2 separate regions of the Mus musculus genome follow, and region 2 is linked to region 1. Evidence: chromatin contacts called from public Hi-C data. All regions are on one chromosome and are shown on one strand. Each heading gives the region's core, a stretch centred on a gene start, on an enhancer-like site or on the middle of the called end of the contact. The rest is flanking DNA. Distances are from core to core; before and after follow the strand shown.

Region 1 (7,047 bases), core at 1,362-3,861:
AACATTGTTCAGGTCTACCTAAACATTTTTTAATTTTCCTTCAATGCTGGTTTTACTTGAGCCCATGAATTATATAGCAGTTTGTTATAAAATTTACATGTAGTTCCTTTCTAGGTTTATTTTTGAAATCATGAAGTTATGTATTGATATGGAGGGGAAGGGTTGCCCACGTTGAGTACAGGTCCCATTGGAGGCCAGAAGAGGGCATGAGATGCCCTGGAGCTGAGGTTTCAGGCACTTGTGAGCCTCCTGATTGGTGCTGGGAACTGAGCTCTTAACTGCTGAGTCATCTCCGCAGACCCTTTATTATAATTCCCAATCTCTATCTTAATTGCCCCAAATTCAGATGTGTGGTTTATATGGCACTAATTCTGGTTTTTTATTATTATTTTCTTGTACTCTAATAAATAATATTTGCAAATTTTATATGTCCTTGCAAAGTATTTCCCTAAATTGGGGGTCCATCATTTTATATCTGTACTCCCCAGTCTTGTTCTTCAAATACTCCATGTCCATACTAACTGTCTATGTGATATTTTAATTACTGAGGCAGGGATAATATACAGAAGTCTCTCATTACCACCTTTTTCTTTTTGCAAACTTTCTTTTTGGTGCTATGCATCAAGCTCATGACCTCATACCTGCTAGGAGTGCTTGCTCTTTAAGCTATGCCATTTGGCTCACGACTTTTTGTTTTATAAGTTTGGATATTGAAGTTGTTACGTGTATATATGTTTGCAACTCTTGTAGCTTCAGATTTTCTTCTATAATTATGTCGTTCTGCATATTCTAAATATGCTTTTTACCTTCAACTTTTCTCTAGGCACAGAATTTTTTTGGTTAGTATTCCTTTATTGTGTTGCTGTTATTAGTGTGCACAAATTGTAGATATGAATACCCCTGATAACATTTCCACATGTGCACACACTGTGCTTGGATCATGTCCACGCTCCCTGCACCCTCTCTCACCAGCCTCTCTCTTGGCCAGCATTTGCAGGAATTTCTCTTTCAGTCCTTTACTCCCAGCCTGTCTCTTTCACTGTTTTTTTTCCCTATTTCTGTTTAAAATAGCACACCTCCCAGTTATGAATATCTTTTCCTTGTAATTCTATTGCTTTTTGTTTCAAGTACCTACTTTGAAAGTCAGATCTTGGAAACCTTCTTTTAAATGTTGAGTTTATGCCTCAAATAGTTACTGATGCTCCTCATGTGCTTTTGATCTACCTTGCATTTATAAGGTTTATTAATGTGTACGTGTGTGGAGGAGGGATGTACGGCATGTGTACGCAGGTGCCATTGGCGGCTAGAGGACAGCATCAGATCCGAGGGAATGAGTGTTACAGGCTGTTGTAAGCAGCCAGGCTTGGGTGCTGGGAGCCAAGTTCAGGTCCTCTGGAAGAGCAGCAAGTGCCATTGGGCCACATCTCGGTCTTATTTTTTAAATTTGTTCTTCTGGAAAGCAAGGTGGCACTCATGTTTGCCTTACACATCTGTCCTTCCGTCTCCTGCTTTCTGTTTTCTTGTTTTTTCCTTTCTTTAAAAAAAAAAAAAGACAACTCTCTAAATCATACTTTGTATGCCAACTAGCATTAATTTCTTTCATCATTAAGAAAATGCTGGGGTTGTGTTAATAGGCACGGTGTACCTTTGGGAACTCCGACTTCTCCAGTTTAGCTCTTATCATCAGCTTGCTGGGATCAGCAAGAGATCTACAACAAGAAACACCCAGTGTTGTCTTAAAACAAGATTCCCCACATCACAAGATACCTGACACCTTTCCTGTGCCTACTGTTTGTAAGTCTACACCAGGTCAGCTGCCAGCCTCTTAGTTGATCTGGTGTAACTAATACTGTAGGGAATTGTTTTTGTGAAGTTTAATACTTGACTTTTGAGGATTCCTTGAAATTCAATTCCTTGAAATGACTGGTTGAAGGGAGAATAAGGACGGAAGACCTTACCACGTGTCTCCAAATTGCCATCCTGGCAGGTCACACACTCTTCTATGGATATTTTCCTTCAGAGTAGACATCTCAGGGAACAGTGTAGCTACTCGATTCCCAGATCACATTGAGTCACTTGGTGTGGTGTCGAGAGCCAGGCAGTGGATGAATATAGCCACGTGCTCCTGAGCACTGGTAGATGTGGATTCAAACCAGGGTCCTGGAGTGAGGAACTTAGACCCTTCTCAGTCCCCTCATTCCTGTTGTGAGCTCAGCACTCGGAGTCCCACTGGCTTAGCTTTAAAGGCACTCAGGTGTGTCAGCTATGTGGACCCTCACTCCTGAGGGTTTTTGGGAGGCTGGACTGAGACCAGAAGCAACAAGCTCTGCAGCATCCCCAGGCCCCTGTGTGTGAGATGACAGGAAAAAGGGTCCCTACTTTTGTCTTCTCAAGAAACAAGAGTATGCTCAAATCATGGCGAGGTTAGCGCGCTTCTCTCCCATCTCGACTTTTCGTCTGCTCCAGGAGAAAGGGGGCGGACGCGGGCTGTGGTGAAGCCATCGCTGCCAGGATGCACCGCAGGAATCTGCAGGGCAGGGCTAGGACCCTGTTAGGGGACTCACAGTCCCGCCGCTGCGCACAAAGCCTGCCCTTGTCCAGCTCCTCGCTCCTCTGATGCTGCCCTGAGCTCAGACCTCCCAGCGTCCTGAAGGCTCCGGTTGTGGAGTCCGGTGTCCGGACCACGCCCATTAGGGGGACGTGCCGCTTGCCGCGGACTCAGAACCTTCCCCTGGTGTTGGAGCTTCCAACTCTGCTGGAATCTACTCTTAAGAACACTCGCAGTCTGTCTCAATCCCACTCGCAGAGGCGTTGGATCTGGTCGAGCAAAGACGCATTCTCAGCATGAGTCTGAGTGGGGTGGGGTGGGGGTGGGGGGCAACTGCCACTCACAGAGGTGATAGAGATGGTAAAGGTCATGGTCACCTCTGCAGTAGGTCAGGGTCCAGGGTTGGGCAGAGGTGAATACAGGTTCTCTGTCTCTCATCAGATTTCTTGCAGTACCCGACTGGGCAACCCCAGGACTCCTTGGTCAGACTCTAACTAGCTGTTTGTGCCTGGAGTCTTCGGGTGTGTGAGGGGAGAGGGGGTGGGGATGGATGTTACCCTGGCAACAGCCTTACCTAGTAGTCTCTCATATTTCTACTTATAACGCCGCCCCTCCCCCTCCCCCCACCCAAGCCCATACACACCATATCTTGAGGACCCTTCTGCCAGAGACAGGCAGTAAGCAAGGCACACTTGTGCTGAAGTCCCCATCTTACCTTATGCCCTACCACACACCTGCTTGGGATGCAGGCTGAATTCATCCATCTACTCGCATCTACCCTTAGCATCCATTTATTGATGCTACAGATTAAACAAAATGGGTGCTCTGAGAAGGTTGAATGTGTGCAGTGCAGTTCACCAAGGAGCTCCTTAATGGAAAGAAACAACGTGCTGAAGAGATATAGATAGATAAATAAATAAATAACCCAAAGGACCCAAGGAAAGAGGGCGAAGCAATGTGCAACACCAGGCACTCACTCCAGACCAGGAGGCAAACCAGACCCCACTGGAAACCAGGGCAGACCTGCCATTTCTCGCTGAGTCTTGTTGTTTTTGCTCAGCATGTTCAGACAAGATTTCACATTCACATCCAGGCTGCAGAAGCCTGGGCGGCAAGGTTGATACTGTTTTCCTAATAGGCTGGGAGCCTGTGGGTGTGGGGAAGGCAGGATCAGAGGCCCTGGGGTTGGAGCTGTCTGAACATACAACCATAGGCAGAATCCTCTGCACACAAACTCCACTCCCATCTTGTTATCTGGTCCTGAGTGTGTTCACATTTTTCTGCTGCTCACACACCCTTAATGGCTTCCCATGACAACTGTGCATCTTTCTCTCTTAGCATGTACTATGACAGCCAGGAACTGCTGGATACTGACTGTGAATCTAAATCCTTGACTGTTATAAAGTCTTTAGTAGGATCATGGTCCTAGGAACGGTGTGGTCTCTTTTAAATGACTTTTAGAAGATGCTTGAGTTCTTTTGTGATTGGGTTACCTCACTCAGGATGATGCCCTCCAGGTCCATCCATTTGCCTAGGAATTTCATAAATTCATTCTTTTTAATAGCTGAATAGTAGTCCATTGTGTAAATGTACCACATTTTCTGTATTCATTCCTCTGTTGAGGGGCATCTGGGTTCTTTCCAGCTTCTGGCTATTATAAATAAGGCTGCTATGAACATAGTGGAGCATGTGTCCTTATTACCGGTTGGAACATTTTCTGGGTATATGCCCAGGAGAGGTATTGCAGGATCCTCCGGTAGTTCTATGCCCAATTTTCTGAGGAACCGCCAGACTGATTTCCAGAGTGGTTGTACAAGCTTGCAATCCCACCAACAATGGAGGAGTGTTCCTCTTTCTCCACATCCTCACCAGCATCTGCTGTCACCTGAATTTTTGATCTTAGCCATTCTGAGTGGTGTGAGGTAGAATCTCAGGGTTGTTTTGATTTGCATTTCCCTGATGATTAAGGATGCTGAACATTTTTTCAGGTGCTTCTCAGCCATTCAATATTCCTCAGGTGAGAATTCTTTGTTTAGCTCTGAGTCCCATTTCTTAATGGGGTTATTTGATTTTCTGGAGTCCACCTTCTTGAGTTTTTTATATATATTGGATATTAGTCCCCTATCTGATTTAGGATAGGTAAAGATCCTTTCCCAATCGGTTGGTGGCCTTTTTGTCTTATTGACGGTGTCTTTTGCCTTACAGAAGCTTTGCAATTTTATGAGATCCCATTTGTCGATTCTCGATCTTATAGCACAAGCCATTGCTGTTCTATTCAGGAATTTTCCCCTGTGCCCATATCTTCGAGGCTTTTCCCCACGTTCTCCTCTGACTTATATCAGTGTCTCTGGTTTTATGTGGAGTTCCTTGATCCACTTAGATTTGACCTTAGTACAAGGAGATAGGAATGGATCAATTCGCATTCTTCTACATGATAACCGCCAGTTGTGCCAGCACCATTTGTTGAAAATGCTGTCTTTTTTCCACTGGATGGTTTTAGCTCTCTTGTCAAAGATCAAGTGACCATAGGTGTGTGGGTTCATTTCTGGGTCTTCAATTCTATTCCATTGGTCTACTTGTCTGTTGCTATACCAGTACTCACATGATATGTACTCATTGATAAGTCTATATTAGTCCAGAAACTTAGAACACCCAAGATATAAGATACAATTTGCAAAACACATGAAACTCAAGAAGAATGAGGACCAAAGTGTGGACACTTTGCCCCTTCTTAGAATTGGGAACAAAACACCCATGGAAGGAGTTACAGAGACAAAGTTTGGAGCTGTGACGAAAGGATGGACCATCTAGAGACTGCCATACCCAGGGATCCATCCCATAATCAGCCTCCAAATGCTGACACCATTGCATACACTAGCAAGATTTTGCTGAAAGGACCCTGATATAGCTGTCTCTTGTGAGGCTATTCTTGGGCCTAGCAAACACAGAAGTGAATGCTCACAGTCAGCTATTGGATGGATCACAGGGCCCCCAATGGAGGAGCTAGAGAAAGTACCCAAGGAGCTAAAGGGATCTGCAACCCTATAGGTGGAAAAATATTATGAACTAACCAGTACCCCCCGGAGCTCGTGTCTCTAGCTGCATATATATCAGAAGATGGCTTAGTCAGCCATCAGTGGAAAGAGAGGCCCATTGGTCGTGCAAACTTTATATGCCTCAGTACAGGGGAATGCCAGGTCCAAGAAGTGGGGGTGGGTGGGTGGGTAGGGGAGTGGGGGGGGAGGGTATGGGGGACTTTTGAGATAGCATTGGAAATGTAAATGAAGAAAATACCTAATTAAAAAAAAAAAGAAAGAAGGTGCTTGAGATTTGGGAAGAGATGGAAAAAGCAGTACGTGAGAGCAGTTGGTCTGGAAGCCTTTGGAGTCCCTAGCCTTTCTCGTTAGGTCTCTCCCCATTTTCACCCTGCTTCATCTACCCTCACCTCCACCACCTTTGCCACTCAATGAGCTGCAAGGTTCTGGGTCAGTGATAGTCACCCCTTCACTTCCCAGATGCCCTTCACTTCCCAGATGTCTGCAGAGGTTGAATGTGGTCCAGGAAGATGCTGGCATTGTGCTTGCCTGCCTCTCTCAAGGACTCAACGTTGATCTGTCAACACTTTTGCTACAATTTAAGAGGATTCACTATGGCTTCTGCTATGATGGAGAGAGGTATTAAGGATGCTGACCCAGATACTGTGCTCACTAATGTTCCCTTCCCAGTGCCTTGTAGACACGAATCTCCTATACAATTGGCAGGAGCAAAAGGTTACGATGTTCCAGGCTTTCCTGAGATCCCAGGAATTCCACCAGGCTGAAGCCCTTTGTTGCAGGCCTTTGCTGGGTTTTGCCCACTGCCTGTTAGGTAGGCCCTAAAGGTCAAGTGAGGCAGTTGAAAAAGAAACCCTCCCTGTGCAGAGTCTGAGGCCCCACTCAGAGGAGATAATGGGCCCCTTTCAAGCAACCTACTTAGAGCCAGGACACTATTCCCAGAGGGATGGGCTGGTGAATGGTCATCTGTGTGCCCAGATGGACCAAGGCCTGGCCTGTGAGGGAGGAGACTTGGGTTCTGGTTTCTGTTTGTGAATCCAGGGGCTCTGGAGTACTTCAATAAATAAACACCTATTTATTGAGCTCCTACTGTGTGCAGGGCACTGTGGGGGCACACAAAGAAGCACTGATTTGAAAAACCACAGATCAAAATTTATGCATGCAAATCTTCCTCCCTGGAGGAGACTCTGGATACTCACGGAGTCAGGCAGGCCGCCACACTGGAGGACCCACCTCAGCTCCTGTTCGAGAAAGTATCTTGAAATCCCATGGTGGAAATGGTTGTTGTTTTGAAATTCAAAATTAGTTTTTATCTGGAGCTCCTTTGCCAAAGATGAGACAGGCATTGTTTCATTTTTACTTTATCTGGTCCTATCTGAGATGTGACCCAGGCTGGTTCAAGTTCTCTATGTAGCCGAGGTTGACCCGATCCTCTTGCCTCTGCTA
Region 2 (7,047 bases), core at 2,067-4,566, 90 kb before region 1:
TGAGACATAGGACTTCAAGATAGATATATCCCATTCTGGGAGGTCTGCTTTGGGCTTTAACTGGAACTTGTAGAAGGGCAAGACTTTTAAAGTCAAGGACGAGAAGACTGGGGAGAATAGGAGGTCAGGCATTTATTTTTTGGCCTGTAGAGTCAGAAATATGGGGTTGGGTAGGATTAGACGACATAAAAATTATGGAGTGTGTCAATAGAGAAGACATAGTGTTTCCTAAATTCTGTTGGAAAGGGAGAGAGAGAAACAGTCTTCTATACAGCACCTTTCATGGCAGGTCTTAAAATTTTAGAACCCTCCCTTTCAAGGGATGCTACAGGTTGAAATAAAAATGTTTAGAATAGTTGTGGGTGGTAGAGACATAGCAGGGTAAGGATAGGGGGGCCAGGAATGTCTGGAGTCCAGCCTGGACCTTTTGATGTCTGGACAGATTCCACCATCTCTCCACAAACACCTCCATCTGCTGCCCAGCCCTGACGCCGGTGTCCACAGCCTGGCTCTGTAATAGTGGTCCTCAGGGGATAGCCAGAGACCACTGTTGAATCCAACTTGGTGGTTGTCAAAGCTCTCAGCCAACCCTAGTGGACTGTTTTGCTAATATGGACACATCTCCCAAGGTGATGGCTAGGGTCTGGGTATTCATAGATCTCTGAGCATCATTGGAGGTCCAGATAACCACATCTACATATTCAAAAGCTGTGAATCAGGCCAGTATGTGAGTGAATAAAATACTGAGTGTCTTTCCATTTCACCACGGAAAGTTTTTTTTTCCATGACCCTGAAGTCCTGGAGTTTTGCATTGGCATACAGTGGGTTGTGGGGAGGGAGGGTGCCCAAGCCTCCTCTTGTCCCTGCCACCATGAGCAAGCCTTCTCTTATCCCCTCCCCTCCCACTGTTTGGGAGGTCTCACAGACTGTTCAGCCCTTGAGTTCCAGATCCCCACACTGTGTGCCAAGTCCTTCACATGTCCCTTAAGTCAGGGTTGGGGAGCTCACACCAGGGCTGTGCCCTCACTTCTAGAACGTTGAAACCAGTCTTTTCAACGTTGTTCCTCAGGTTCTCGTCTCCCCTTTGGTGGTCCCATCCATGCCCCCCTCTGGCTCCCCATGTCTTCTCTCTACCCCATTCACTGTGGAGTAGTTCTGCATGAGATTCCCCAAGGGTTCTGTGAAGGAGGCTGAGCAACTCTCCTTGCTGAGGGCATTCAGTGTGTGTGTGTGTGTGTGTGTGTGTGTGTGTGTGTGTGTGTGTGTGTGTTCCTACTACATCTAGAAAGGGCCAAGAAAAGGCCAAAAGAAGGGGCAGCAGGGACAGTATCCCAAAACGAACTTGTACCCTGTATTCGGAACCCAGTACCCACTGAATAAAGGAGTCATGCATAGAACTGTTCTCACCTGGAACTTCTTCTGAGATCACTGCAGCGATGACCCTCAGAGTCACAAAGACCAAGAGTAAAGTGGTCATAGTTCAGCTGGAAGAGATAGCAGACAGTTTAGGCACAGGATAGTTACGGAAGAGATGCCGTGATAAAATTCATGGCCAAAGCTCTGAAATCACATTGAACAGCAGGTGGGTTGCCATGATTTGGACAGTGTTTCCACTAAGGCTCCTTTCCTCAGAAACCGTCATCCTTTCTTAGATTAGTTCCAAGGTGGTTGGTACATTGGTTCTCCCATCTTCCAGTGGAGGCTCGTCCTAATGAATCCCAGTGATAGCTACTGATATGTGCCAGGTGGACCATAGATGCTCAGGTTTATACACTGTGAGGGGTTTTGCATAAACCCCAGAATCTGTAGACCTAGAGGGCCTCCCCTCTGCAGTGTGGGTGGGTCACAGCCAACCACCTGAAGGCTTTAACATAAAAAGGACCCTTTCTAGAGGGAGAGAGACTTCTCCCCTCATGGCTTTCCAACTGATTTTCTCCTCCCTTTTGGACTTGACCTGAAGCATCAGCTTTTTCTGGGGTTTGAACATGTGGAGTTTCAAACTGAAGATGTGTAGCCAGGTGCTCTGGCCTCTTTTTGAGTCTCTGCAACTCTGGGGACCCACAGCCTCCACTTGTATTGACTTTATTCTCTCCCTCTCCCCCCCCTCCCCCGCACACACACACAGAGTCATGCAAGGGCATATCTTCTGCTGAAATGAAATGATTGGTCAGTAGTGGAGCACACATGTGCAAACCAATCGACTGCATGCCAATCATATGAAAGTATGGGGAACATAATTATGTATATAGTACATGAGGCTTGGTAATGACAGATCTGTTGCAACCACCACTTAAAGCTCTCCCTTGAACAGTAGGGATCCCCAACTCCAGCCAGCAAGCATAACTGAATTTATCAAGCCATCATCTGGAGCAGTGGCCTTCAGCCAGCTGTATGTGGAAACAATCTGGACCTCATGGTACCACTGCCCTGGAGGGTACACAACCATGCCACTCACACACCTTCTGAGACCTGCACTGTGTGACACCATGCCCCACATGCAGCAGCAGCAGCAGCAGCAGCAGCAACAGCATTTACTTTTGGTCTAAGAATAATAAAGGAAGCCTTGGGGATGGGGCAGTGGTAGAGGACAGATGGGATCTGCAGCCACAGAGAGCATCCTTCATGGAGACAGCACCCTTCCCCCTGGCCTCCAGATCCCAGCCTCAGCTCTGTTGGAGTCCAACCGTCCAGCAGGTGTCGCTCTCTGTTTAGTCACCATAGGCTGGGCCAGCGCAGGGATCAGGGCGCAGCACCCGTAGGAGCATCAAGATTGTGGGGAGGGGAGACACTGACATTTCCATCCAGGGGTTCCTGGGGAGGAACAGTCTGGGCCCAGGACAAGGGGACCCTTTCCTGTCTCTGGAGCTTGGCATTTTTGACCATCAGTCCTCGACCCAGGCCTGAGAAATGAAAGGCCTGTCTGTGCGGCTGAGGGCATAGAGGCACATGACCCCTTGTGCTGTAGGAAGTCTGGAAAGTTCCACAGTTCTGAGAAATGGCCCCTTGCTTCTCCTTAGGGATTTTATGACTTAGATACTAACTTAAAAAAATAAATTTCTGGGGCCCCAGGTCTGGCACTTTGAGGAGACACAGAGTTGGAGAGGGGTTCTTGTTCAAGATCAGTGAACCAGTCAGGGCTAGGAAATGGTTTCCTGGAGGGTCAAGGAAGATCAGCCTGAGGTGTGTTTGCAGAGGGACCTTTACCCAAGACCCAGACACAAAGCTAGCCTGTTCCTCCCTCAGAACACCCTTCACTTGGAAGTCTTGTGTATGTTTCGGAGTTGTGTTTCTTCCCTCGCTCTCTGAACAAGCTGGACATTGTCTGGGATGCAATGGTGCTCTGTGGGGTTTGGGCTGGCTCTGTTTTTCTCCCTGGCTTAGACCAGGAAATGTGAAGGAATGAAAGGGAGGGGGCTGGTGCGGAGTAGGCAGCAAGACTAATTTTATTTCTTCTTCTTAAAAACTTTGGGATAGAATTATCGCAATAAATATGCTCTTGTGTTTGTGTGTGTTTTCTCAGTTGTAAAGAAAAATAGGGAGCAATTCCATTCTGTCTGGGTTCCAAGCCTCTCAGAGACTCAGTGAGGCTTTTATGTGAGGATACTGACTTTGCCAGCCCACGCTCACTCGTGGACAGAGAGACCTTTCTCAATGGGAAGGAAAGCGAGGCCGTGGGAAGGGATGGTACATGAAGGGTGTTGAGGATGGGGAGATGAGAGGAAGGCCTGAGATGGACAGCAGTGGGAGCTCAGAAGCACGGGGATGGCCCAGCAGAAAGCCTCAAGGATCCTTGTGTGCCAGGGATTGATCAATTGTTAGAAGCTTGACCAGGAAAAGCTGCAGGTTCCTGCTTTTCATATCTCTGTCTCTGTCTCTGTCTCTGTCTCTCTCTCTGTCTCTGTGTGTGTGTGTCTGTGTGTTTCTGTCTCTCTCTGTGATGTGTGACTGCATGCACGCATGTGCATGTGTGTCAGTCTGTCTTTGTGTGTATGTCTCTGTATGTATGTGCCTGTGTGTTTGTGTGCATACGTGTGAATATGGTCCATAGTTGGAGGCAGGGACTTCATCAGATCACATCATTGAAAGTGTAGCTCATTCTCTCATTCTGAATTCCTTTTTTAGCAGCTCTGTCAAGACTCAGACCCAGGTCCTGGCCCTGCCGGGTCACTTACTGCCTATTAACACAAGACCTGTTCTTGCTGTTTCACAGATGGAGTGAGATGTCTTGCCAGTCAGTTCTTCTCATCTGGGCTGGGCACTGTGCCTTTGGCACTGTACACACACAGGCTGTAGCATCAGCAGGGACCCACCAGTGCCACTCTCTCCCACCAGCCTGTGTGAAACACTTAGAACCCGTGAATTGGGGACGATGGAAATAGATGTGGGAGGGGAGGCTTCCTACCTGACAGGAGGATCAGGCCAGGTGACTTTTCATAAAGAAAAAACTGTTTTCATTCAAAAGCAACACCACTGCCCTTCCAAAAGCTAGAGAAACAGGAAACAGGGAAAAGGAAAAAGGAAGAGGAGGAGGAGGAAGAGGAGGAGGAGGAAGAGGAGGAGGAGGGGGAGGAAGAGGAGAAGGAGGAGGAGGGAAAGGGAGAGGAGGAGGGGGAGGAAGAGGAGGAGGAGGAGGGGAGGGAGAGGAGGAGGAGGAGAAGGAAGAGGAGGAGGAGGGGGAGGAAGAGGAGGAAGAGGAGGAAGAGGAGGAGGGGGAGGAAGAGGAGGGGGAGGAGGGGGAGGAAGAGGAGGGGGGGAGGAAGAGGAGGAGGAGGAAGAGGAGGAGGGGGAGGAAGAGGAGGAGGAGGAAGAGGAGGAGGAAGGAGAAGAAGAAGAGGAAGAAGAAGAAGAGGTAGAGGAAGAAGAAGAAGAAGAGTTCTCCTACATCCCAATCCAGTGTTTGTTTTTGTTTGTTTGTTTTTGTTTTGCTTCTGTTTTTTGTTTTGTAATTTGCCATCTTTTTGCAACCTATTTTCTGTTTCCACAGAATTCATCTGATGAAAGGACAGTTTTGTTCCTTCAGAAAAGAACACGATGGGGTTTTACAGTGTGACCTTCCTTTTGAATACCTGTGCTGGTAGCTTGGGCAGAGAGAACTTAGTCTGTTCCTGGATGGGACCAGAGGTTCCAGTCCCACATGCATCCCTTCTTTATCCAGCAGTCTGTTCCACTGCCATTGGCTCCTGTGATCTTCCTGTGGTGTCTACCATCCAATCCACATAAAGCCCAGGGCGCAAATTCAGGGACCTGTGTGCTCCCCACCCGCTCTTCTGTGCAGTCATTCTCAGTTCTGCACACTGAAGCTCCCAGGACTCTTTCCTCCTTGGAGCCACAGAAGGCCAGAGTTGGGATTGACCACTGTGAGCTTCAAATCCAATGCATTAAATTTACAGCTGAAGAAACCAAAGCCCAAAGAGGTTCAGGGTTTTGTTGAAGACCATGCAGCAGGTTAAAGGTGGACCTATAGCTAGAGTCCTATTCCAAGGATTGGTTCTTCCTATTTCTCAGACTTTGTGAGCTTCACAAAGTAGTGATCATGGCTAACTTACTCCCTGCTGTCTTCCAAATACTTACTGTAGTCACATACACACACACACACACACACACACACACACACACACACACACACACACGCACAGAGAGACAGACAGAGACAGACAGAGACAGAGAGACAGAGACACACACAGAAATAGATAGTTAGATAGATAGATAGATAGATAGATAGATAGATAGATAGATAGATAGATGGAGGGCAGGGCACTGGGCATCTTGGGAGTCATCTCCTTCAGCCCGAGGTCTTAGGGGTGGGGAGGTGGCACTGGAGGCTTGTGATGGTTCAGCATTCATGTGTGCAGAACCCCAGGAGATAGATCCTCACCTCCATTTTACATTTGTAGGTCTCAGCTAGAGCAATACAGCTTGCTCACGGTGCACATAGCTGAACTGGCACATCAGCATGGCATGTGACTTCAGGAAGGTCAGTCCAGGTCAGCTCAAAGGAGTAAAAACCAGGACCTCCCCTCCCAGGCGTCCCAGGGAAACCGAGGCAGTGCTACACTCAACTCAGACTGGCTTTCCACAGTCAGTATAAAGCATCTCTTTTCAACTCCACAGCCAGCAACTGTTACATCGCAAGTTTGCACTTGGGTGTTATTTGGGAGTGTCTATACTAGGGGAATCAGCAAACACCCATGAGGTGAAAACCTTTTTTTTTTCCTGAGAGTGGATTTGCCAGTTCACTGGAAATAACTTATGCTAAATATAAAAGAAATCTGGGAGAAAGACAAGAGGTGCTTCTCCTTTCTTAAGAACATGACTTTCTTAAAGCTTAGAAGCAACACTTACTTGGGGGTGTTAAGTAGTATGGGACCTGGACCTACACAAAACAGTCTGTAACATCTCCTCACTGAATGGATGAGTGGAGACTGGATTTGGCAGATTGGGGAGCCAGGAAGACTTGCACTGGACAGAGGTGTCCAGTGTCTTTAATGTAAGTCTTAGAGAAAGCAGCAAGGTTACTGATTCCTCAGCCACTGTCCTCTACCTAGCCACCTCTGTGGGCTAATCTCTAATGGAGCCTTTCCAGTTGCCACCCACCCATGGATGAAACCTACCCTGAGATCTGTGCGTGACCATGGTGGCATGTGTCATAGACACTGGAATTTCTAATCTTGCATGGGGAAGGGCCCTGTGAAAGAGGGGTCCCAACCTTAGTTTGTCCATTTCCTACGTATCTCAAACAGACAGTGTGGGATGGCGGGTGCAGCGGGACAGGAAGCAGATCTCAGCTCAGTTTTAACTCACTGTGGAACAAGACTATTTGCTGTCTTTGCATATGTAAGTTGAAGACGTCAAGTGCATGCTCATGCGTGCGCAAGCACACACACACACACACACACACACACACACACACACACACACACACACACTTGAAGTTTAAGTTATTTTCCTTGTATGCCCTTTCTATTCTTTCATACTTCCTTTTCTCTCCTTCCCTCACTTGCTCCCCCCTGCCCTCCTTCTCTTGCTTCTCTCCTCTTTGATCTTCTT

Evidence for each region. A called contact is a pair of places that touch in the nucleus more often than the background predicts.
Region 2: a Hi-C map of cerebral cortex shows a contact between it and region 1, with 4 times the contacts expected there. The contact joins two enhancer-like sites. A contact is called at or near these places in 4 of 484 Hi-C or Micro-C datasets (cerebral cortex, embryonic stem cells, morula and 1 more), 1 of 115 datasets of contacts at active chromatin or transcription factors (embryonic stem cells) and 1 of 9 other capture datasets (embryonic stem cells).

What each region holds. Positions count from the first base shown.
Region 1 is chr7:78,986,050-78,993,096 of GRCm38.p6, reverse strand. No RefSeq gene overlaps it. Among named protein-coding and RNA genes, the nearest start is that of Gm31213, 35 kb to the right of the region's middle. Within about 2 kb of position 2,611, at least 75 of the 459 cell types and tissues checked have an H3K27ac peak or open chromatin away from gene starts, as enhancers often do. A contact at or near this core is called in cerebral cortex, where this site is marked.
Region 2 is chr7:79,076,625-79,083,671 of GRCm38.p6, reverse strand. It overlaps Acan (aggrecan), which reads right to left. Exons shown (of 18, transcript NM_001361500.1): 2 at 1,408-1,484. The coding sequence starts at 1,477. Among named protein-coding and RNA genes, the nearest start is that of Gm26633, 27 kb to the right of the region's middle. Within about 2 kb of position 3,316, at least 14 of the 459 cell types and tissues checked have an H3K27ac peak or open chromatin away from gene starts, as enhancers often do. A contact at or near this core is called in cerebral cortex, where this site is marked.